Linked DNA regions of Mus musculus: all the other regions are linked to region 7. Evidence: chromatin contacts called from public HiChIP or PLAC-seq and promoter capture Hi-C data. All regions are on one chromosome and are shown on one strand. Each heading gives the region's core, a stretch centred on a gene start, on an enhancer-like site or on the middle of the called end of the contact. The rest is flanking DNA. Distances are from core to core; before and after follow the strand shown. Region 1 holds the start of 3300002A11Rik (RIKEN cDNA 3300002A11 gene). Region 2 has its middle 13 kb from the start of Gm40554. Region 3 overlaps Foxn3 (forkhead box N3). Region 4 overlaps Dglucy (D-glutamate cyclase). Region 5 overlaps Foxn3 (forkhead box N3). Region 6 overlaps Foxn3 (forkhead box N3). Region 7 holds the start of Kcnk13 (potassium channel, subfamily K, member 13).

What was found. Promoter capture Hi-C pulls out the DNA fragments that hold promoters and counts their contacts. HiChIP or PLAC-seq counts read pairs in DNA pulled down with a chosen protein or histone mark.
Region 1: an H3K27ac HiChIP or PLAC-seq map of embryonic stem cells shows a contact between it and region 7, with 4 times the contacts expected there. The contact joins the promoter of 3300002A11Rik here to the promoter of Kcnk13 in region 7. A contact is called at or near these places in 14 of 39 promoter capture datasets (the C10 cell line, cranial neural crest, embryonic stem cells and 8 more), 1 of 15 datasets of contacts at CTCF or cohesin (large pre-B cells), 2 of 484 Hi-C or Micro-C datasets (Th1 cells and cerebellum), 5 of 115 datasets of contacts at active chromatin or transcription factors (astrocytes, embryonic fibroblasts, embryonic stem cells and 1 more) and 1 of 9 other capture datasets (adipose tissue).
Region 2: a contact with region 7 is called in an H3K4me3 HiChIP or PLAC-seq map of embryonic forebrain, with 3 times the contacts expected there. The contact joins the enhancer-like site here to the promoter of Kcnk13 in region 7. A contact is called at or near these places in 10 of 39 promoter capture datasets (the C10 cell line, cranial neural crest, embryonic stem cells and 5 more), 2 of 115 datasets of contacts at active chromatin or transcription factors (embryonic forebrain and embryonic stem cells) and 2 of 9 other capture datasets (adipose tissue and embryonic stem cells).
Region 3: a contact with region 7 is called in a promoter capture Hi-C map of liver, with 3 times the contacts expected there. The contact joins the enhancer-like site here to the promoter of Kcnk13 in region 7. A contact is called at or near these places in 5 of 39 promoter capture datasets (hematopoietic stem and progenitor cells, hippocampal neurons, liver and 2 more), 1 of 484 Hi-C or Micro-C datasets (neural progenitor cells) and 3 of 115 datasets of contacts at active chromatin or transcription factors (astrocytes, microglia and stem cell-derived neural progenitor cells).
Region 4: a promoter capture Hi-C map of pre-B cells shows a contact between it and region 7, with 5 times the contacts expected there. The contact joins the enhancer-like site here to the promoter of Kcnk13 in region 7. A contact is called at or near these places in 3 of 39 promoter capture datasets (hippocampal neurons, pre-B cells and stem cell-derived epiblast-like cells), 3 of 484 Hi-C or Micro-C datasets (embryonic stem cells and pro-B cells) and 1 of 9 other capture datasets (embryonic stem cells).
Region 5: a contact with region 7 is called in a promoter capture Hi-C map of pre-B cells, with 3 times the contacts expected there. The contact joins the enhancer-like site here to the promoter of Kcnk13 in region 7. A contact is called at or near these places in 7 of 39 promoter capture datasets (the C10 cell line, hematopoietic stem and progenitor cells, hippocampal neurons and 3 more), 3 of 115 datasets of contacts at active chromatin or transcription factors (astrocytes, large pre-B cells and stem cell-derived neural progenitor cells) and 1 of 9 other capture datasets (embryonic stem cells).
Region 6: a contact with region 7 is called in a promoter capture Hi-C map of liver, with 2.7 times the contacts expected there. The contact joins the enhancer-like site here to the promoter of Kcnk13 in region 7. A contact is called at or near these places in 7 of 39 promoter capture datasets (the C10 cell line, cranial neural crest, embryonic stem cells and 4 more), 1 of 115 datasets of contacts at active chromatin or transcription factors (astrocytes) and 3 of 9 other capture datasets (adipose tissue, embryonic stem cells and liver).

Annotation. Positions count from the first base shown.
Region 1 is chr12:99,339,450-99,342,794 of GRCm38.p6, reverse strand. 3300002A11Rik (RIKEN cDNA 3300002A11 gene) reads right to left here and starts at 1,764. Exons shown (of 3, transcript NR_166805.1): 1 at 1,570-1,764. Foxn3 (forkhead box N3) reads left to right here. Exons shown (of 6, transcript NM_183186.2): 3 at 1,261-1,373. RefSeq lists an enhancer at 1,524-3,345.
Region 2 is chr12:99,009,767-99,013,087 of GRCm38.p6, reverse strand. No RefSeq gene overlaps it. Among named protein-coding and RNA genes, the nearest start is that of Gm40554, 13 kb to the left of the region's middle. Within about 2 kb of position 1,702, at least 46 of the 459 cell types and tissues checked have an H3K27ac peak or open chromatin away from gene starts, as enhancers often do. A contact at or near this core is called in embryonic forebrain and hippocampal neurons, where this site is marked.
Region 3 is chr12:99,231,868-99,234,834 of GRCm38.p6, reverse strand. All of the region lies in intron 4 of Foxn3 (forkhead box N3), which reads left to right. Among named protein-coding and RNA genes, the nearest start is that of 4930474N09Rik, 71 kb to the right of the region's middle. Within about 2 kb of position 1,299, at least 37 of the 459 cell types and tissues checked have an H3K27ac peak or open chromatin away from gene starts, as enhancers often do. A contact at or near this core is called in astrocytes, hematopoietic stem and progenitor cells and liver, where this site is marked.
Region 4 is chr12:100,837,834-100,841,192 of GRCm38.p6, reverse strand. Dglucy (D-glutamate cyclase) reads right to left here. Exons shown (of 13, transcript NM_145448.5): 4 at 2,495-2,693. Among named protein-coding and RNA genes, the nearest start is that of Gm36572, 54 kb to the left of the region's middle. Within about 2 kb of position 1,797, at least 77 of the 459 cell types and tissues checked have an H3K27ac peak or open chromatin away from gene starts, as enhancers often do. A contact at or near this core is called in pre-B cells and pro-B cells, where this site is marked.
Region 5 is chr12:99,283,075-99,286,280 of GRCm38.p6, reverse strand. All of the region lies in intron 4 of Foxn3 (forkhead box N3), which reads left to right. Among named protein-coding and RNA genes, the nearest start is that of Gm46371, 46 kb to the left of the region's middle. Within about 2 kb of position 1,655, at least 66 of the 459 cell types and tissues checked have an H3K27ac peak or open chromatin away from gene starts, as enhancers often do. A contact at or near this core is called in hematopoietic stem and progenitor cells, pre-B cells and stem cell-derived neural progenitor cells, where this site is marked.
Region 6 is chr12:99,256,165-99,259,407 of GRCm38.p6, reverse strand. The region is part of intron 4 of Foxn3 (forkhead box N3); the gene reads left to right. Among named protein-coding and RNA genes, the nearest start is that of Gm46371, 73 kb to the left of the region's middle. Within about 2 kb of position 1,642, at least 16 of the 459 cell types and tissues checked have an H3K27ac peak or open chromatin away from gene starts, as enhancers often do. A contact at or near this core is called in liver, where this site is marked.
Region 7 is chr12:99,963,198-99,966,325 of GRCm38.p6, reverse strand. Kcnk13 (potassium channel, subfamily K, member 13) reads right to left here and starts at 1,827. Exons shown (of 3, transcript NM_146037.2): 1 at 1,525-1,827; 2 at 46-1,122. The coding sequence starts at 379.

The sequences.
Region 1 (3,345 bases), core at 515-3,014, 620 kb after region 7:
TTTGACCATGAATGACTTTGTAGGACTGCCCTGACCCCAGAACACTGGGAATGGTTCATTCTAGGTGTCCTGCTGCTGTTACACAGGCTTGAGAACTATTTACGAGTGCTGTGAACACACAAGGCTTGTAAGAACACTACTTGGTGACGTGATAACTGAAATGCAGACTAGGAAAATTCTTCAAAGATTTTTTTTTTTTGGAATGGCTTAGATTTAGTGGTCCTTCCATGTGATCTCCTTGTAATTTGCTGCCTCTCTGTGTTAGTTTAAAGGTTTTCATGTTTGCTTTTCTCAATGTTGGAAGACACCACCAGGCTTTGTAGAGGAGAGTGAGGGAAATTACAAAGGAAGCATGGGTGGGGTGGGACTAGGTCATTTAGCTTCTTTTCGTTCCAAATCCGTAAATATTTACTGTTGACCTTCTCAAATGGTTTGGGTACACTGACCCAGTTGAAAGCAGGGCAGGCGAGAGCAGCTGTTCCCCACCCCCACCCACTGTTAAAGCTGATCTCAGACCAATTGCCTCCAGCCAGCCCAAAAGTGGCCTTCAGGGAAAGCTGCCCCCTTCCCCCCAGGGAACAGTTTTAGCCAATTTACACTTTTAAAGTGTGACCTCTTCTAAAGATTCCTAGAGACAAGAGCAGATTGCTGTGAACTGAAGGACACCCCCCCCCCATAAAAATAAAAAATACTTTGAATTCTGGCTTAGGTTTGCTATTGTTGCCAGGTCTTTTGTTTCTGAGGGGAAGGTAATTATAAATTCCATTCCAAGCATAAATGTTCTTTTGTGAGCAAGGGGGACGGGATACCAAAAACAATGAGTGGATTACGTTTCCATTTTTGTAAGATCGTGCCAAGATAATGTGGTTTAAAACAGCTGGGGTTTTTAGAGCAGAGATGGAGCTTCGAAAGGTCTTCTCAGCGCCCATGAACGTCAGCCAAGTTAGAGACTTCTGGACGAGTCTGAATATTCCTCCAGATTCATACTGAGAAATAAGGGATTTTGGGTTGGGGGTAGTTCAGATTTGACAGTCATGTTATTGCATCAACATAATCTGGTAGCTACATGTTCATCTGACCTCATCTACTCGGGGCAAAGAGGAGCAGAGAGCATTTAATGGTGTCCTGTTGTCAGCCTGAGAAATCATTAGCAAATGAACAGGAAACTTTGGAGAATAACTACAATATAGCCCTGTATTTGCCTACCACAAAATTCTCTGTACTGTATTAATATGTTTTCATTTTAATTTTTCTTTGCAGAGTATTGGGAAAGGGTCATTGTGGTGCATCGACCCAGAGTATAGACAAAATCTAATTCAGGCTCTGAAAAAGACACCTTACCACCCACCTCCTACTCCTCAGGCTTATCAAAGGTAAGTGACTCGCACTATCGGGGGTTTTTGTTTTCTTAAAGTCTCCTGGAATTTTGTTATTTTAGCAGAGACAGTCTCTAAAACTAATTTAGTAGGCCGTATGAATGTTTTAAAAATAACTACAGACTAATGGGAAAAAGAATTAAGTCTGATGAGGAGGCACATCCATTGGCTATGCATTTCCTGGGAAGCTTACCGCTTCTGTAGCTCCGACTGAGCGGGTGTGGCTCCGGAAGGGCTCCTGGTAGGTAAATAGCGTCTTCCTGGGTAGAATCGGTTACAGAGGAAAGTGGACAGCTTTTCTATCTCTGCGGGTCACGCTTTGTTGGAATAAGAGCGGTGAGGCACACAGGTGATTCCACCTTCCCATGGCCTGCCTCTAGAGATGTGGAAAGAAGGCAGGCTCGGTTGTTGTCATCCGGTTTCCATGTCGACAGGCTCCTGAGTGATGGGTTTGTTGTGGTTACTAAGTGTTTGTCTTGAGAACCATGGCCACTTTCCCTCCTCACGTGTCTGGCTGTCATGAGACTGAGGTCATGAGTGCATTTTTACAAATATACAATGGGAGGGGTGTTAGGTAGATTGTCACAGTTTAAAAAGCATGTCAGTGCTAAGTTAGAAGAAAGGGCCTTACAGAACAAAGAGCCGGATTTCAACCTGTGGATGGAGTCTTAGCTCTTCACGGTGCTTGTCATCAGGCCCACTAAGAAAGTTTGAAAATTACTTTATTTAAGTGTACAGCTGTTTCACTTTCATTTATGTCTGTGTAGCATTTGAATGCTTGGTGACTGTGGAGGCCAGAAGAGGGCATTGCATCCCCTGGAACTGGAATTACAGGCGATTTGAGCCACTGTGTCAGTGCTAGGAATTGAACCTGGATCCTCTGGAGGAGCAGCCGGTGCTCTTAGATCACTAAACCATCTTTCCAGTCCCCTACCAAGAAGTTCTAGAAGGCATGTAGCAGCATTTCCTTTGTTAACTGGTTAAGAGAAACTGCCAGTGGAGTAGACATTTATGTTAATTGGGAATGGCCCGGTGTCAGAAGGCTGGGGAATTTTACAGTCCACTTGCAGATTTTTCTGTTCTGATGTTTATTCTGCAGGAGGGCACACAGAGTGAGCCTTCCAACGTGGCATTAATGAAGTTCTTGTGCGTTCCATCACAGACCCTAGACAATCAGTCTCCGGCAAGAGACGGGAGAAGCAGCTGGGCTCTATGAGAAGACTGCTGTATGTCTGCCTTTGCTAGGCGATTAGCGTGATGGTAGCCATAGTAACTGGAGTGTCTCCATAGTAACGCGTAGCTGAGACAGGTGCACTTGCATCACAAGGCTGTTTGTTGCCTGGCAAAAGGACAGGCCATTAGTACTTAGACATAAGCTGTTGCCTTAGAAACAAATAACCCTACATAGCAACTACAGTTGGTTCGCAAGGGTATTTTTGGGGGGCTGGGGGAAGGAAGGTTGTAGCTGCTTTTGTCTGTGTTCATAAAAATCAGTGGAAGCATACTTTATTTGAAATGACAACTCGAGGTCATATAGCTGTAGGAGGAAGAGATGGGATTTTCCAGAGCAGCCTAGCCTACATTGTAGGAATGTCCAGAAGGGGAGAGCCATATGCCTGCCTCTCTTCTTGTGATGGTAGCCATTCCTGAAATAGAAGCTGGGATTGGGGTTAGAGAGTTGCTTTTTTATGGGGTTGGTGGGGAGCCTGGCACTAATTATTGCAATACTGTCGATATTCAGTTTCCAAGCCCACCCCACTAGTTTCTCTAGTTTCTCCCTTAGAAGTATGTCACACCCGTTTGCTTCTAGCAAGTTAAAAATGTAAGTGTTATTCACTGGGTCGTGTCATTGGTTCATTTAGGCCAGTGCCTTGTTGCCAAATGTGACCCCCAGGGAAACACTGCAATTATTTAATAATTTGAAGGATTATAATAGAACTCTGGGGGTAGCAAGTAGAATACACACAGG
Region 2 (3,321 bases), core at 453-2,952, 950 kb after region 7:
TACCCTGCCCCCTCTCTCTGTAGAATCATCTTAACATGTGGGGTGTTTGCTTCCGATTACTATAATAAAATATCTGAGTCTTCAAAAAATAAAACATTTATGGGGCTGGTGAGATGGCTCAGTGGGTGAAGTGGATGCTGTGTGTCTTAGTCAGGGTTTCTATTCCTGCACGAACATCATGACCAAGAAGCAAGTTGGGGAGGAAAGGGTTTATTTGTCTTACACTTCCATACTGCTGTTCATCACCAAGGAAGTCAGGACTGGAACTCAAGCAGGTCAGGAAGCAGGAGCTGATGCAGAGGCCATGGAGGGATGTTCCTTATTGGCTTGTTTACCAGTCTTGCTCAGCCTGCTCTCTTATAGAACACAAGACTACCAGCCCAGAGATGGTCCCACCCAGAAGGGGCCTTTCCCCCTTGATCACTAATTGAGAAAATGCCTTACAGTTGGATCTCATGGAGGCATTTCCTCAACTGAAGCTCCTTTCTCTGTGAGAACTCCAGGTGTGTCAAGTTGACACAAAACTAGCCAGTACACAGTGCATGTGCGAAGACCTGAGCTTGGATCCCAAGCACCCTTGTAAAAGCACGGCACAGAGGCACATCTTTGCAGTGCCAGTACTAGAGGACAGAGGTAGGCACAGCTGAAGGTTTTCTGGGCCAGCTCGTCTAGCCAAAGAGCTGAGCTCTGGATTCTGTGAAAGACACTGCTTTAAGTAAACAAACAATCAAACCAATAAGGAGATGTGATTGAAGAAGACAGCCTCATGTCCACCCCAAGCCTCTACACATGCCCACATATGAACACACTCATCACATACACAAATGCACACGAGAAAGAGAAGGGGGGGAAAAAAGCCATCAGAGTTAAACTTCCAAGAGAACACAAAAATTTGACTATTCTATTCTCCAGCCATTAACGACCAGTTCATGGGTCCCTCTAGGTCAATTCAAAATCCTGTCAATGTCACCTTCAGCATCTCTCCCTTCTCCAACAGAGAATCCCCAGGTTCCTCTCTGCTTAATATTATTATTATTTATTATTATTATTATTATTATTATTATTATTATTATGAAGTGACTGTTTATTGACTATGTTCAATTTTTAAAGCGCAATTAGGAATGGCGGAAGGAAGCCAAAATAAAATTCTCATTTAGCTTTTTTTTTTTTTCCCGCCAAATGCGGAGATGGGTTTTTAAATGAAGGCAGGGCCTTGGTGCAAGAGCTTGGAAAATGGCAGTGAAACGGCAGCTGGACTAATGTGCGACATTGTTCCTGGACAGCCTTTTTATTTCCATCTATATTTTCTCCGAAAGTCCCCAGGGAATCCGTTCTGTTAAAGCCGGGCCTATGGAATATAGGCAGTGCTCTGTTGCTGTGGCAACCATTATCTCCTAATTCCTTTTCTTTTCTAAAAATAAAGTGCCCTTTCTCAAAGTATCTCCCACCCCCTGCCCTCCCCTCCCCGCCCCAGCCCCTGCTTTTTATTTAAATCTCTCGGTAGCAGCCGCGCCTCTCCTGCCTGACCTGGCGTTACTTTTGTTTGCTTGAGGAGAGCCACACATCGTGCCCATTACGAACTCCCCCCACTGTCCGTCTCTGAGTGTTAAATTAGAAGTCTAATGAAAGCTGTAGAGCAGCCCCAGCGATCTCATAGAGGGGGTGATGGTCCCAGAGCTAAAGAACAGATGCCACTTGGAACCTGGGATCTTCAGCTCATTAATTCATCTGCTGCTTTCAAGGAACTTCATTTCCATGACAAAAAAGAACCGTGCAGGGCTGAAACCGTGGGCGGAGGGCCAAGGCGGCTCTGAAGAGGCTCGGACTTCACTCAAGCCTTTGATCCCTGACTGCACTACGATGTCCCTTCCCTTGGATTTTTGCATTGTCCTAGGCTTCCTTTGGCCGGCATAGGACGATCTATCTGCTTCTGAGGCATTTGGAATGTTCGGCATTGGCCTAAATTTCGCAGCCTTTGTACATCAAAGATGGCCCTTTCAAAGTGATTGCTTTGGGCTTCTGAACCAAAAGGGTCAGTCTAGAGATGGTGTCCTTTCTGAGACCATCCGCCATGGTGGGATTGTATGAAAATGGGCCTTGCCATGAGTCAAAACCAAAGAATGTTTCTGCCAAAGATGAAATAAGGCAAATAGCTATGACCCCTGCCCTCTAAGCGTCCAGATGAAGCCACACCCCTGTATCCAAGGATTGAGATGTTGGTGAAATGGCAAAGACATCTCTAGCCCTATTCCCATTCCCATCTCTCCCTCCCTAGCCCTACCCTGGCCAAGCTTCTCTGGTAAGTCAGTTTGCTTCTCCATGTCAAGCTAAGAGGCTAAGGCAGGAACAGACAATATCAACTTTGGCTTACAAACAGCTGTATTTGGGCCCCACTGTGTTTAAAGGAAACCTTTAAAGTTTTCCCATAATAAACAAGGTTAGGCAAAAATCATTATTTTTGTTATCTTCCTCTTATGATTTTAAGCGTGTGTGTGCATACATACATGTGTGCATATGTGTGCTTGCTTGTGTGTTTGTGTGTGTGTTGGGCGTGTGTTTGGGGCTTTATCTTAAGTTAATTGACACAGGAACAGCTGCCCACAAGTACCCTGGAGGACCATGTGAGATTTGAATCAAAACAGACAGCACATAAGATGCTCTATGAATCATCTAGAGTGAGGCCTTACCTTTGTCGGGTACGTAAACATTAGGGATAAATGGATGAACAAATGTGCCCTGTGGGGGATGGGGAGATGGCTTGGTCAGTAAGGTCCTTGCAATGCAAGCAGGAGTACCTGGGTTCAGATGCCAGCACCTCCATAAAGAGCCGGGCCTGGTGATGCGGGCATGTAATCTTAGTGTCTCAGTGCTGGAGACAGGAAGACCCGTGGAACTCCAGAACTGGCTGGCCCACCAGTCTGAGTCGGTGAGCTTAAGAGACCAAGATAAGGTGAAGAACAATATAGGAAAACATCCTCCATTCTGCTCTGGCCTCCACATGAACACACCCACACATTCATATGCATACATCACATACACACACAACGCTCACGTGTAAGCACACATGCATACAGGCTCACACTAAAAAGACGATGATAGTAATTCTCAGGTTTGCTGTAAAGGTTGAAAGATTCATTCTTTATGGAGTGAGCACTTACAGGGCTTGGCATATGAAAATTACCATGTAAATATTTGTTTAGTTAACCCTCAAATGTTTCAATCCCCTAGATATATTTTAACCCCTCTACTTGATCTTTTCCCTCCTAGTTATCATGCAGATTCCTTGTATGGAAAATGACTCCAGACCCAAGCCCTGGCCAC
Region 3 (2,967 bases), core at 50-2,549, 730 kb after region 7:
CTCCCACCCCCAAAATCTAACTCTGAAAAGCGACGCAAAAAGGTATTTGGAAGAGGACAAGGAACTGTGGTTATTTTATGAAGACTAGCTCTCAGATTCACACAGCAGCATTTTTTCCACCTTTTTAAAAGTCTTAACTCAGACAAGAAAAATTGGATGCCTTCCCCCAATAGAGTCTCTGAACTGTACTTAATGAAAGCTTGGGTAACTCGTTTGGATTTTGAAAGACAGAAGACCCTGCCCGTTGCTGACTAGGGTTTAATTGCGTAATGAGGCAGCCAATCCGATTTTTATCTGATTTAGACGCCTTGCAAAATAAGCTCCCACAGGTCTGCCCACTTTTTGCCAACATGTCCTGGCAACTTCTGTTGACTCTGTTTACTACAAAAGTGATTGGTTTCATAAAGGCCCGCTGACTCATTTTTTTGTTTATTTGTTTCTAGTCTAAGGTAGCCTAGGCTGACTTGGAACCCCCCCCCCCCCTACATAGCCAGGGATGACCTTGAACTCCTGATCCCCCTGCTTCTGGCTTGTATTGTGCTAGGGATGGAACGCAGGACTTTGTACATGCTAGGCAAGCAAGTCCATGAAGATGTTTTCATTCCAGTCTATCGTGAACAGTGGCCACATTTGCCCTTTCTTATCCTTTCCAGTTCCCCGCCTCCCTGTCCTGCCAGTCCCTTTCTGTCCCCAAGTCCCTCCTTATCTATTTATAGAGTGAGTGTGGATGCATGTGTATATAAAACCTATGTTCTGCATGTGAAGGAAGACATACAGTATTTGTCCAGGCTATTTCTCTTAATTCTCCTCTCTTCAAGGGACTTGGCTTCTTTACCCAGGAATTCATTCAGAACTCTGGCCCTGTGGTACACATCAGAGAATGGAGCCGTATGGCTCCTGAGGAGCTGGCTGTAGCCTGTATTTCTTCTTTTAAGAAAATACCCTATGTTGCTAGAAGGTGTTCATTCACCTGATTTAGTTCCCACCAGGCTGAGAAGGGGGCAAAGTACAGAAAATATGGTTGCCTCCTGTCAGATCCACCCACCTCCCCAGGCAAGTACAGTGCAAGGGAGACCTGGGTGGGTGGGTCAGGGTGAAGGGCCTGCCAGAGAACCCCTTAACAATCCCCACCTTCACAGCCGTAACTGAGAGAAGACTCTCACTAAAGCTGCTGTCTGCATTCTCCTTCTGCCCCAAAGCTCACAAACTAGGCAGGTTCCCAGCTTGGAGCTGGCTGGTGGAAGCCCGGGCTCTTGTTTGCTGTGGAGTTGTCTGGGCAGCAGAGCAGAGAGACATGAAGAGATTAGTCAAAGCAGAAGGCCCAGAAAGGGCAGTCCTCCCAGCCTGGCCAGGAGGGATCCTGTATTGGGTAGAGGAGGCAGGGGCCTGTCTCCAGCAAACTTATAGGTACCAAACCTTGTCCTTTCTAAGATAGGCTAGAGGCTGTAACCTAGAAGATAGTGCATCTACTTTGGAGATTCACACAACCAACCCCTGGCTGCAGATAAGGAAATTTTCTCATTTAGCAGATAAGGCAATAGAGGCCATTTAGGCTGGGTAACCTGCCGGGACCTGTTGTTGGATAATCAGGAAGATATCATCGCAGAGAATATACGCTGATGTATTTCTTCATCTTTAACAGTTTCCTAACTTCTTGAGATGTGTTCTCCATAGTTTTGTTTGCATGCTGCCCCTAAGGGACTTAGGTTTTTTTTTGGTTTCGTTTCGTTTTGTTTTAAATCTTCAGGGATCCCTGGAAAAAGCTCAACACATGGTAACAACATGTACAATATGGTAATAACAGTACCATGTGTGTGTGTGTATGCGTGTATGCGTGTGCTGCATACACTTGCTGGCATAGGTGCGAGCGCGTGTGCCTGTAGCTGCTCATGTGTGCACATACATGTGGAACCCAGAGGCCCATGCCAGCTTCCCCTGGTGTCTTTCCACCTTTTTTGTTTGCTTGTTTTGACAGTTTCTCACTGAACTGTTTTGGCTGGACCGGCCTTAGGGCTCTACCTGCCTCTCACCACAGATAGGGTCATACATGCCCCCACGCCCAGCCTTCTGCCTGGGCTCTAGATTCCTAACCTCAGGTCCTGCTTCTTTGGCAAGCACTCTGCTGACTGAGCGTTCTCTCCAGTCCAGAACCATCTCTGTTTCTCAATAACAAACGTGTTAGGGTTGTGTTGGGTAGTTACAAACTCTTAGTCAAAAACCACACTGCACGTTAGTGCATGTGAAAGTTTCACAAGCACCCGAGACCTTGGGACCCTGTTTTCTGTCACCAAGGAGGAGGATATGCCGTTCTCTTGTACTGACGCTCCAGAGGGAGGCCTCTGCCCAACGGGTCTCAATCCAGCTCCTTTCTGTATCCGCGCCTCTCATAGAGTCCCATAAAACTTCCAGATCCTTCCCAGAAATACACACCTCAAGCAGCTCCCAGTAAGCCCTTTATGGACTGAACTCCTGACCCAGGTCCCTCCTTCCCTATCCTCTTGGCCTCCACATTCAGGTTTGCCCCTTCTTCACACAGGAGCTGCCTCTGTTTGGCTCTTCATAGATGCTAATGAGAAATAGAGGGGGGGGGAGGGTCCAGCTCCTGAGGGGAGGGGGGAGGACAGGCTCTACAGCTGCCTGCTGTGAAGGACTGAGTGAGCTCTCTTCTGCCACCTTAGTGAGTGTGTCCCAGATGACCTGGTGGAAGTAAGCATTGAGCGTCCTCAGAAGTTTAATCTCTGAGATTGCTCCCAGTTTGGGCTCTAATACAATGTTTGATGTACAGTGGTGTCCGTTGGTTTTATGAGACACTATATAATAGAAAGTATTGCTATTTTTAAAACGAATCAAATAAATTAACATCTTAAAAAGAATTTCTTTACCTGTGTGTACAAGGCCCAAGTGGAGGTCAGAAGAAACTTGGAGTTACTTCTCCCCCAGTAGGTGAGTCCTAGAGATCCAACTCCA
Region 4 (3,359 bases), core at 548-3,047, 870 kb before region 7:
ACATCACTTTGGCAGTCTGGCACACATCTAAGCTGGACAGAATAATGTTTTCACCACATAAAAGAAAATTCAGGATGGTGTGTTGCCTGTTGTCCCAGCACCTGGGAGGCTAAGGAGATGGGGAGTTTGAGCCTTGACTGCAAGGAAAGTTTTAAGGTGATTCTGGTAACACAGTGAGAGACTGCCTTAAAACAAACACACAGACGGGGCAGCAAAAAGGTGACGGGAAGAGAAGAGAATCAAATGTTCCAAAGGAAACCACTACTATTTCTGATGTCCAGATGTAGTTACCAGAGCCCCAGAAAGAATATTATACTTTCCCACTAACAGCTAGGAGGACAGAATGGCAGATCTGTTACTGGAGTATCAGTATACAGGGTGTTTTGAAACTCTCAAGAACTGTACTGTGTTATGCTATTTGTGAGATACTTTATCATCCTCAGCATTCCAGGACATATTGATCCAACAGCCCTTTGTGGCCAACAGTCAGAACCAAAGGAAATGCTAACTTTCAGCCGAGGTTTATAACACACACACACACACACACACACACACACACACACACACAATTTTCCCACCCAGTGGCGGGCATGGTGGCTCACGACTTTAATCCCAGCACTTGGGAGACAGAGGCAGGCAGATTTCTGAGTTCAAGGCCAGCCTGGTCTACAGAGTGAGTTCCAGGACAGCCAGGGCTACAGAGAAACCCTGTCTCAAAATCAAAACAAAACAAAACACCCCAAAAAACCAAAAAACAATTTCCTCGCCCAGTCTCATGGGTCTCTAAATGTTCTTTCTCCATGGACCTCAAGAAGCTGCGAAGTTCTGACAGAATCAGGCAAAAGCAAGCAAACAGCGCCAGGAACATCGGCTGCCTGATTTACTTCTAGATCCCACAGGATGAGCCTGTCCCTGGATGCCCCGGTCTTCCCTTCCAAGATTCTGCACAGGGCGACCTGGGTGACTTTCACTGGTGGTATACTTCTCCCCCTGCAGTGGGGCTTACGACAGGCTTAGAACGCAGCCAGGATCAGGATCCCCTGGGACGACCTTGGCTGCCACTTAACTGGCTGTTACCACCCTGGCAACTGTAAGATGAGGCTCTGCTGTGCTGCCAGCCCAGTGTCTGTATGACAGCACCTGGGACAGAGCAAAGGCACATGTAGGCCACTCACAAAGCCAGGCAGGGCTCCTGGGGACTGAGACACCTCTGTTTAGGATGGGCCATCTATCCAGGCCATCAGTCAAATTCAAGGTGGCTGTAAGAGCCATCTCTCTCAGGGCCTAAGGGCAGTGGGGTGAGTTGTTACAGACAAAACTGTATGGCAGCTGTGGGGAGAGGGGGCAGTGACGTGTCATGGATAATTGACAGGCTTTGGTGAACATATATGGACGTCTGTGCCTCTGTACAAAGCTTTTTTTTTTTTTTTTTTTTTTTTTTGGTTTTTTCGAGACAGGGTTTCTCTGTATAGCCAATCTCATCAACCCAATCTTTTGTGCCTCGAAGGTTACTACAGAACTGCAGGGACCTGACGCAGTCCAAGCCTCTTTGGCAGGAGTCAAAGTGGGGAGGGACACTGTGACAAACAGCGCTCAAGATGAAAAAAGTCCAGCCACTGTGAGCAGGGAAGTCTGGAGGCTGGTCTTGTGCACAGGGAGGCCTGGAGACTGCTGATCAGCCAGAGTGCTCAGACTTGTCCCAACAGCATCTGGGAAGGAGGCAGAGGAGGAAGGGCGCCACTCTTCCCCACGTGACTGGTTTCAGCAGGAAGAGAAGTGCATCAACTCGGCCACAGGGACAGTCCCTAACAGCAGGCGTGTCCCAGGAGAGGCCACCCTTCTGCCGTTAACACTCTGTGCTCACATCAAAACTGGCCATGGTGACACCCTGTGCTTGTAATTCTAGCACTGGGAGATAGAGACAAGAGCATCCCCAGGGCTCTCTGGCAGAGAGCCTACCCTTAATCAGTGAATCCCAGTAAGAGGTCTTGTCTCCAACTCCACGGTGGGGCCAGTGAAAAGACTCATCAGATAAAGGCACTTGCTGCCGTGCCTGGTGACTTGAATTTGATTCCCAAGCCCCACGAGGCAGAGGCAGAAGGAGAGAACTGATTTCCATAAGTTGCCATCCAATCTCCACACAAACATTGCACTACCAAAATCACCCCTTCCCCAAATAAGTGTAACTTAGCAGAAAACAATGTGTTCTGCTCCCGAAGAGTACTAGTTGACCTTTAGCCTGAACATACATTCATATATACATGCCCTCTCTCTCTCTCCAAATGTCCAAATGACTTTGATTGACATTGCACAGCCATATCAGAGGCAGGTGGGAGAGAGACTGACTCAGAGGGTAATGGTTTTACCTGGGAGGGCGACTGAGCTAGGGCTGACCTTAGGGCTTCTGATCCCTGAACCAACATTCTCTCCACCATCGGAAACTACAGAGTCCATCCACATTTTCAAGCTGTTTTGCCCAGGGGCATGGCCTTACCTTGTATGCTCCTGCATGGCTGGGACCTGTTAGGTCTCTTCTGGGGATCCCTGCCTGCTCCAAGGCCTCTTCTATGGAGAAGCTGCAGTCTATGATGAAGGTCACCATTTCTTTTAGTTGTTCTGAGTGCTCTTCCAGTGAGGTCAGGATGCCTGTGCAGGTGCCAAACTTGTATTTCTGCAACTGTGGACAGATGGTCCTAGGGACACAAAGAAGTGCTCACAGGCCCCTGAGGCGCTTTTTTTGTTTTTGTTTTTGTTTTTAGAGACAGGGTTTCTTTATGTAACAGCCCTGGCTATTCTGGAACTTGCTCTGTAGACTGGGCTGACTCCAAACTCATGGAGATTCATCTGCCTCTGCCTCCACAGGGTGTACCACCGTGCCCACTCGGCCAATACTGTGTTTATTAGAAGGTCAGAGAGGGGCTGGAGAGTGGTTAAGAGCACTGACTGCTCTTCCAAAGATTCTGAGTTCAATTCCCAGCAACCACATGGTGGCTCACAACCATCTGCAATGTGAGCTGACGTCCTCTTCTGGTGTATCTGAAGACAGCTACAGTGTACTCATATACATTAAATAAATAAATCTTTAAAAGAAGGAGGAGGAGGAGGAGGAGAAAAAGGCAGAGGAGGGACTCTCTGATACTGACACGTCTAGAGCTCTCTACACTGGGGAGCGCTTGGTTTTCAAGTCGGGGCTTTGCTGGTGTTCCTGAAGCATGACCAAACCAGAACCACTGAATCAATGTGTGCATAGCATAACCTGTGGGTCCCACCCCATCCCATTTCCTGAACCTCAATGTGAGACCAGTCAGACCCACAAGAATAAAACAATGGTGGACTTTCTGCAACAGGGAGATGCTGTT
Region 5 (3,206 bases), core at 406-2,905, 680 kb after region 7:
ATCTTGGCTTCCTAAGCAAGTGGCTTAACCCTTGTAATAGTGTGAGTTCCATTACTATAGCAAAATAGCTGAAGTAGGATAAATTGTAAAGAAACGAGGTTGTTCACAGTCTGAAAGTGTAAGGCACAGAGAGCCAGCCCTTGTAATTCTTCCTCCGACAAGGGCCTCATGACCCTGGCATTACAGTGATAGGAACACGCAGAGAAGAGGTCACATGGTGAGACAGGAAACAAAAAAAAAAGCGTTGTTGTTGTTATTATTATTATTATAATCTTAGGTGTATGGTTGTTTTGCCTGCATGTATATCTGTGTACCACATGGGTGCAGAGCCCACAGACGTCAGGAGAGGGTGTGCCCTGGAACTGGAGTTACAAATGGTTGTGAGCAGCCATTTGGGTGCCAGGAACCAAACCCAGGTGACCCGCAAGAGCAATCAGTGCTTAACTGTCACGCCACCACTACCGTCCCTGAGGGGCTCACTGTGTTCATTTTTTGGCAACGCCCTTTCCTGTGAATCTACTCCTCAGGACCAGCATTCACCTGTTCATCTCGTCTATCTCCAAAGGGTTCGCTCTTCCACACACTCATGGAGAAACACCACAAAATCTTCCCAGGAGCATTCTTGTCAGTTTCCACTCTGAACGTCAGCCCAGCCAGCATCTCTTTGCTGATCCTAGCAGGATTCAGGGACCACTCTTTGGCACTGAGTTCTTGACTCCAAGGGCCCGCATCTCTGGTTTTGTTGGGTTTTCTGAGACCCTCCCCCGCCCGCCTGTCCCTTTCACAAGTGGCAGCTCGCCCTGGGCTTTCTGGCATCTTTCATCCCTTCCGCAAGCTGACTCTTTTGTCCACTGTGCAAAGGAGGGCGTTCACCTCTTGCATAAATCTGCTTACTGCCCCCAGGCGTGCCCACTAAAAAACCTTAGCACTTACAGGGAGGGGGCAGCCCCTCTCCACATTTGCCCTCAGATGCCCACTGCCTTCTGTTCTCCTTGGCCCGGGGTAGACTCTGAGTCTTCCTCCGCATTGTTTGTCTTTTTGTCCTGCAGTGAGGAAAGCTTTTTCTGGAGCTTCAGTAATTGTCAGCGTGCCGGTCTGTTTACAGAGGTGAAGTTGGAGGGGTGCTCCTGGGCTCCTCTAATCTTTCTCTGTGTGCTTTGGAACATGCTTTTATGCTCATTAAAAAATAACAAGGAAGTACGACTTTCAAAGAGGCCGCTAGTTCATTTTGATCTTTGCTGGTCCGGTTATTTATTTATTTTGGAATGAAGGGTCTTAGGTATGTAGTATACCTAAGACTTGCAATGTCCATTTACCTTTCAAGTACTGGGATTGCAGGCTTGTGTTAGCATGTTCAGTTGGTATATGATGGAGACTGAAGGCTTTGAGTGTGCCAGGCAAGAGCTGAGCCGCACCCCCCACACCTGTGAGCCCAGCTGTCTAAACTTCCCATGCCAGTAGCCTGCTGTACAGTCGAAGGCCCCTTCAGTTCCATAGTCTGCATTTCCCTGCTTGACCCTAACTTTAGCTAATCTCCAGACCCCTGTCTCTAATAACTGTCTTCATGGAAGTCTCATATTGCCCTCTGAGAAAGCAGCCCTGTGAGCAGACTGCTGAGTAAGACGTTATGGCCAGCAAGGCTGAGGACAGGAAATTGAAAACATTTACCAGAGACTTCCTCAAGAGGCAAGGCATCTGTTTCCCCCACTTCCCCTCTGTGTGTGTATGTCTGTGTGTCTGTCTGTCTTTTGTCTGTGTGTGTCTTTGTGTGTCTATGTGTGTACACACACCGCACATACTTGTAGGTATGCCCGTGCTGTGGTCCAAGTGTTGAGGGCAGAGGACATCCTCCAGTCTTCGTACATGTGTCTGCCTTTTTTGAGACAGGGTCTTTTCACCTAAGTACTTCAGGCTAGCTGACCTGGGAGCTGCCAGGCATCCTCCTGCCTCTGCTTTTCTGCTCCAGTAAGGGGCCTGCACTGAGCTCCTGGGGTTTGAATTCAGGTCCTCACACTTACACAGAGAATTGCTTTACCTATGGAGCCAGTCCCCCAACATACACTTTATGATTGCTAAAGATTGGATGGAGAATAGAAAGTCCTAGAATTAGCCACTGGAAGGTTAGTACAAAGAATAACCCTACTGCTGAGCACTGATCTTACTTGATGTTCATTTTTATGGATGTAACTTTAGACTAAATACATCAATAGGAATGTTTTCTTTTAGATTGCATAGCGTTTAGGAATGTTTCTGAAATCTATTAAATTATACCCGTAACAAGACTATGAAGTGTAGAGATGAAACAGCTTTGGATCCTGTTGCCATAAGTAACATGTGTCTTATCAAAGAGCCCTGGCTTTAAGTACAATTGGAAAGGAAAAGCCATTCCCCTTGAAGCTCTGTGGAACTGCTGGGGTGGAGGTCTAGAAATATTTTTGTAAAATTACCAAAAGACTTAAGGATAATGAAGCTTTTAGGATGTGTTCTGAGCAAGCTGTTCAAATGATGGTTTCAGAAGTGGACTTAAAATTACCCCCTCTAAGCTTCCGAAGCCAAGTTTATATCCATTCTTTCTGCTCCCTGTGGGTTTCCTTCCTAAGCCCTTGCCAAGCGGCAGGCCTTAGGGTTTTCATATCTGTGCCATCACGCACACAATGGGATGTGTGCCTACATTTGTGTGCACATGTGTGTAGCCCAGGTTCTTAAGTGGAATGGCCTTAAAGAGATCGTTACTCTCAGTGGTCCTTGCAGCCTGTAGAAGAAAGTTGCAGGCTCTCCAGATGTGGGTAATGGAACCCTGGGATGACATGCCCCTGCCGCCCCAACCATGTGCCCTCAAGCAGCTCATCTGACTGGTGCAGGCCTCTGCTTCCTGCCCAGTCCAAAAAGCAAGAGTCCCAACTTGATGAACTTGGTGAGAATTAAAAGGCACAGCATTCGTTATGTTCACGGTAACATCTGTGCAGACTCCTGCAGCTTCGTATACCTTCACCCTCAAGCAACAACAACAAACATTCTCCCCCAGTTGACTATAGAGATGCCTTTAGGGCATTTAAGGTCACTTTCAATCTCTGGTGTATTGAGGCTGGGAAAGACTCAGGCTCTCCTCCCAAGAGCATCCCATGCAGTTCTTGCCATGCTTGAATGACTGTGGTCCCACAGAAATGGAACAAACACAAAGAAGGTTCCCCTGGGTCTCACTGGAG
Region 6 (3,243 bases), core at 393-2,892, 710 kb after region 7:
GCGCACATCTGAGGCCACAGGCAGATCCCTGTGTCTCTGCTTACTGAAGAGACACAAGGGCTTGTGGATGACACTTTGAGGTGTGAGTTAGACAGGGGAGAGATATCTGAAGGACTTGCCTGGAGTTACAGTTATATTATAATGTCACATGTGAAAACAACATGAAAGACCAGTGCCAACATTCTTGATTTACGTCTAAGAAAATACTTGGTTCCTTGAAGAGACGTGATTTCGCTAAGGTTCGAGCACTGGCCCCACAGGCCTGCATCCAGTCCCCAGTCATATGGAGACAATGGTTTGGAGGAATGGGAGGCTTGGCTGCTCAGACTGGCATTGCCTCTGCTTTATATGAAAGGGGGCTCTAGATAGCGAAGATTACGACTGCTTAGATTAATGACTGTGTTGACCTTTCTAGTTGACTGTGGATTAGGTTCTGGGTGTGTTAGTTCATCTTAACTGTTTCCTCCAGGCAGCCCAGTTGTTGCAGTGCTGAGAGGTTCTCCTGTGTAGCCAAGGCTGATATCCGTACTGTTTCTGCTCTCCCGTTAGATGGAGTTGAGAGGAGTCCTTGTGGGAACTGGCGCTTCCTGGGGGAAAGCTCCTAAGGTTCCTCAGGTGGATGTGATGTGTTAGCTGCATCCCTCAGAGGCCACACCCATCCATGGTGTTTGCTCACCTCCACAGGTCACAGAAAATAGCAATGCTGGGATAATCTTTTTTGGAAGCACTGTTGTTGTAGCTGACACTGTCATTTGCTCCTTCGGTTGTGTTTCCTGATGTGAGATTTGCAGCGTTCACCCACAGAAGAGGGAAAATAAGCCTTCTCCAGAAATAAAGGGCAGCATCATTGAAAGCGTCCTGCACTCCCCGACTGCTGCTGTGGCGTTTACAGTGTGCTCTTGCGAAATAATACAACAGAGCTTGACAGATACAAATAGCAGGCGTATCAAAACCCCGGCTGGCTTTAAAGATGCTGCCCTCCTCCCAGCCCGCCTTAAAGGGAGAACATTAAAAATCCAAGGCTGATCTTTCTGTTGCTCTTATTGGATGCCTTCTGAATGAAGGATTAGCTCCTTACAAATAACATTATAAAATAAAACTTGAGTTGTAAAAACTCAACTTAGCCAAAAGAGATGGTAGCCTGGTACAAATGAGTGACTGTTTCTTAAGACTCTGGACTTAGCTTCCTCTCGGTCATGAGGTATCTCAACTGGCTCGTGAGAAAATTTTAATTCAGTGTTCTAGATAAGGCATATGCAGGCTTCATAGTAATACCACTTGGCAGGCTTTGGGGAGTGCCCACCCTCCTGGGGGTGTGTATGTGTAGTTTGTCTCTGATCCTTTCTGAGTTGGTCCTTAAGAGTACTATTAGATCCTGGCTTCCCGCCTGCGCTGTTACATTTTCTATCTTCCACCAGGCTTGAGGAAACTCTTGCATGAAGTATAAATTATACCTTAATAAAACTGATAGTCTTTTCCCCCCAAGAGACCCTGATTAATGGGCTCTGTCACTATTAAGTGAAGTGGTTTTTAGAAATAGCTGTGTGACTGGAGTGTTTTGGTTTGGAGTGTGTGTCGCTGGGTTGTTATTTTTACACAGAGCTGTGATAGGAAAATGCAGGGCTCTCTTATCATAGCACATGCAATATTTAGATTGGCTCCCCATCCTCCTGCCCGACACTGATTTCCTGCCTTTCGCCTTCGCCTTTGCCTGATGCTTAAGCATCAAGATTCGGGCATTTTCCCAGAGTAATTGTTGATTAAGTGCTGAACATTCTGCCATGATTATGAGATTACTGTATTCAGCTTTTAATCTTGTGAGTGTCAAATATTTTACTTTAATGCCATCTTCATTATTATTATTATCATCCACAGCTCTTCCTATTTGAGTAATGCAATCAAGCAAAATAAAGGTATTGCTGCAATTTTGGCTCCCCCCCCCCCTCCACCTCTCCCAGAATTCCTTAAATGGAAAGTGCCCTCTGCAAGTTGTTTCCAAATGCTTAATAAACTGGGGGTGGAGGTGGGGTGGGGGGGAGAAATCAAGGGTTTTCTTGGTTGCAAGTAGTTGAAGGAGAAACACAGCGGCTTGTTGAATGAAGGTGGTTTCCAGAAATCGGCATGTAGCCAGAAGTCAGCGCACTGGCGAGAGTGGGAGTTATGCCAGCACCTGGGCTTTCTGGGTGTCCTTGTTTTCTGCCCTGTCATACACAGGGGGTGCTCTGTGGTAATCCCTTATCTACTGCTGAAGGGCAGTATGGAGAAATATTGTCCAGGGACAGTACGTGAGGGACGAGCCTCTGCAGGGGAAACAGGCTCGTGGTGAATAGCTGATAGCCTGGGTTGAGTGTTCTTGTTTGGGAGAGGTGACAGCTTCTTGTCCCGCCTTCAATGATAGTCAACTGTCCTTTGTTCAGTCAGGTGAAAGGAGCCTCGGATGTCTTGAGTTACGGTCTCCAAGTAGAGCAAACTCTCTGGTCTTCTCCAGAACCAGAGGCACAGATGTCTCCACTTTGTGTATAAACAAATAAATATGTAATCAGCTGACTTCACACAGCCAGAGATCAGAAGCTGGGCCACTTGTCCAGTCAGATCCAAGGCCTGTCAGTGCCCTTCAGCATGCCATGGTAGATCCTAACCCCTTGCCCCGAAGCTGACCATGGCAGCCTGTTTCCCCTGCAGAGGCTCGTCCCTCACGTACTGTCCCTGGACAATATTTCTCCATACTGCCCTTCAGCAGTAGATAAGGGATTACCACAGCTAAGAGGATGAGCTGTTCAGGGTCGGCCTGAGTGAGACAGGTGTTGAGTTCAGTCCACAGGCCAAGTGGTATTTGAACTCAAAGCTCTGCTCTATAGACACACCCACACAAAACCAATCTGAATGATTGTACTGGGCCAGACTGTCCAATCGTTTGGTGTCTCTGGACCACAATGTCATCCCAGAGGTTTGTGTTTGAGAACCATGCATTTGAGTTAAAAAACAAAAACCAAAAAAACCAGAGTTTTTAAAACCCTCAGTGTTTTAAGTGAGGTTATAATTTTGTGCTGGGCTACATTCATAGCTATTTTGAGCTGAGGTTGGAGGTGGCCTATGGGCCACAGGTTTGTCCCCGAGCCATTGGCCATCAAGGAACAGTGCTGTTGTATCCCTGTGGGGAATTCAGCCGTCCTTGGCTTGTCACTCAGTGCACCAATGCCCGCAGTGGGGATGGTGCTAATGGAAAGTTGGATCTTATCAGAG
Region 7 (3,128 bases), core at 578-3,077:
GGGCCCAGGAACTAGGGGCATGGTGTGACCAGGCGGCTCACTTACCTATGGTAGAAACCACTGTACCCACGAAGTAGAAGGCGCCCGTGAAGTCCCAGCGAGGGCGCACGCTGTCCATGCGGATGCCCGCCCTGGTGGCTTCCTCGTAGTGGCGGAGGAAACCTCGCAGCTCTTCACGGCTCAGGTTGTGGCCCCGGCTGAAGTTGGCCAGGCGCTCTTCCCAGCGCTGCTTGGCCTGCAACTCCTGCGCTAGCTCCAGCGCGGAGAAGACTGCGGCGCCGCCCAGCAGGTAGAGCAGGATGAGCCCAGCGAGCAGCAGGAAGCGCGCGTTGTCCTCGTTCAGGTGGCCGGGGCTGCAGCCGCAACCGCGGCCAGCCATGGCACTGGAGGACAGCTCCGCGAGGGTTGCTGCCCGCGGACTTGTGCCCACGCCCCGGGGAGGATGTGCTCTGCCGACCTTAGCCTGCTCTGCGTGCGGGCTCGCCCATGCCCGCCGCGCGTTCCCCAAGGCGGCGTGGATCTCCCGGCCGCCGCCGCCTCCTCGGTGGTTCCTGTGTAGCCAGCTCCCCACGTCCGCCTGGACTCGTGGTTTCGAATCCGCTTTGTCGTCGCCGCCTCCCTGTCCTCTCTGGAGTTCTCCTTAAGGCTGAAGACCAGAGGGTCGGGACACAGAATCTGCTTCGACTTGGTGCGAGGGTGCGGGCGACCCGGGTTCACCCGAGCTCCTAATTCGGCTCAGATTGGGGAGGGGGCGTGGCGTGCCTTCAAGGCAAACTCCCTAGAACTTGAACTCCTCTTGAAGAAAAAAAAGGTCGTGGGTCCAGAGAGAATCGGCGGGTAAGCTTCACATCAAGGTCCGGGTTCCTCGGAGCATTGCTTTCCAAGCTGTGATGGCTGGGATACGGGCTGTTCTCTGTCTTCGGTGCCTCTCCAGGTGGATCTGTGTTGCGTATTAGTGACAATGTTCTGCCGAGAGCCTCTATCCACCAGAATAACCAGGGCTCAGAGGTCGGAACGGGTTTGGGGCAGACGCACGGACGCAGGGACAGTGCGAAGAGGCAGATCAGCCGGCTCGGATCTCTGCTGGGCACACAGGCTCCACGGCAGCACGAGGGCGGACCGCTGTGGGGAGGAGAACAGAGGGGGAGGTTGGAACAGTGAAGGAAGTTAGAAGCATCCTCCCAGGGAGCCTTCCTTGACTTCCCCCATACCAGATCGCCCTTGGCCTCTAGGGCCTGCACCGGGCGTTCTCTGTCCACACGTGCCGGCCCTGCCAGCCCATCTCCCGGAGAACCGGCCAAGGACAGCGGCCAGAAGAGTTCCATCTCTTTCACCCGGTTTTGATCGCCTCGGCTCTGTAGTTCTTGCGCAGTCAGTGGCGCTGAGCTGAGAACTCCAAGCTACAACATGTAAGCCGGCAACAAGGTTCTTTTGTGAACCGCTGGGGCGCCCACCCAGAGACCCCCAACTTGCCATGAGCTCTGGAGCCGCCGTCGCCTTCGCGTCTCACCTTCCCAAACGCACCTGCTCTGTGGAACAGGTTCAGGATGGTTCCTGGCTTCCCTTCTCAAGTGGCCTTGCCCTGCCCAGTGGGGCTGAGAGCAGAAGTCCGTGCCCAGAGCTGCCTTCTCTGTGGAGTGCTCAAAAACTGCAACAGGTGGAGCTCTGCAGCTGCCAACCGAGGCGACTCCACCCGGTACCCGCCCCTTGGCCTCAGGGCCAGTCTCCTGCTCAGGTCTCCTCCGCTGGCGCTCGCCTGGACCTCTAAACAGCGATGCTTCTACCAGGGAGTGCAGATCCCTGGAGTGGTTGCTTAACAGATAGGTCGAGAGCCTCGATGGTCTGCGTGGGTTCCTCTCAGGCCAGAAGAGGGCGCTGCGTGCCCTCCAGACACACCTGGTTCCCAGCAGTTTAGCCACAGGGGATCGAATATAGCTGTGTGAAGGAATGGATTCATAGCCACCCACGGTCTAAACAGAATTTCTCCGCCTTTAGAGAGAGAGAGAGTGGTCCCAGGAGACCCACCCACGATACTAGCCAGAAACAGAACTAGAAAAGCTTGCAGTTCTGTTGAATAGATGCAAATGATTTTGGTGAGAGTAACTAACAGACCGTTTATCTTGCATTGTGTCTCCTGGGGAGGAAGAACTTTAGAGGGTATTGAGTTCACACCCAGGGTGAGTAACCCAATTACCTTTACTAGTTTAAGAAACATCTCAAGTACATCAAAATCGAATGACGTTTACAATGACACAACACACCACCACCTAGATTCTACAAGTGACAGTTTACCAGGCTTGCTTATATTTACCCATTCCTTTCTAGTCACCAACCCACTCAGGATGCACTTTGAATGGTTGTAGACACCCACACACTTTCACCCCATCTCCAGCCAGTATTGGCCATTATTAAGAGCTCTATCCTCGGATTTTTGCTTTTGTGGTAAAATTTGCATGCAATGACATGTCATTGTACCATTAGGTGAGTCCTGATAACTTTGGGAGCCAAACAATGGTGGCCTCCCTCCCTTATCATCTAAAAGCCACCAAAGGATTAAAGCTCCCACAAATATCTTCCCAGTAAATCCCCACCCACATTCCTGCAGAGGTAGCCACTATTCTGATTTCTTTTTCCACCATGGAATATTTCTCCTTTATAGAACTTGGTTTTGTTTATTCAGGTCTCTGTATTCATAAGAACCAGTTATGTGTCTTGTGTAAAGTGTGTTCCTGAAGTGTACCGACTGACATCATTTCAAACTAGCTTTTTCTAACCCACAACAATGCAGTGTCCACATCCTATAGACTGTTGACAGAGCCAGCCATTTTATTTTTAAGCCTTCTGTATACAGGCACATAAACTTATCTCCTTGGGGTTTTGTGTTCTCTGGACACCTTGTATATTGGACTTTTGTAAATGGTTGGACTATTTTGCCCACTTAAAAGCTTGGTTTTGGAGCTGGGGAGATGGCCAAGTCAGTAATGTGCTCATCACAGTGTGAGGACCAGAGTTCAGCTCCCCAACACACATACAGAAGGATGAGCATAGCTGTGGACTTTTGACATCCTACTCCTCCTGAGCAGGTAGGGCCAAGTGGAGCTGGCTAGCCACAGTTCCGTAGCCAAGTC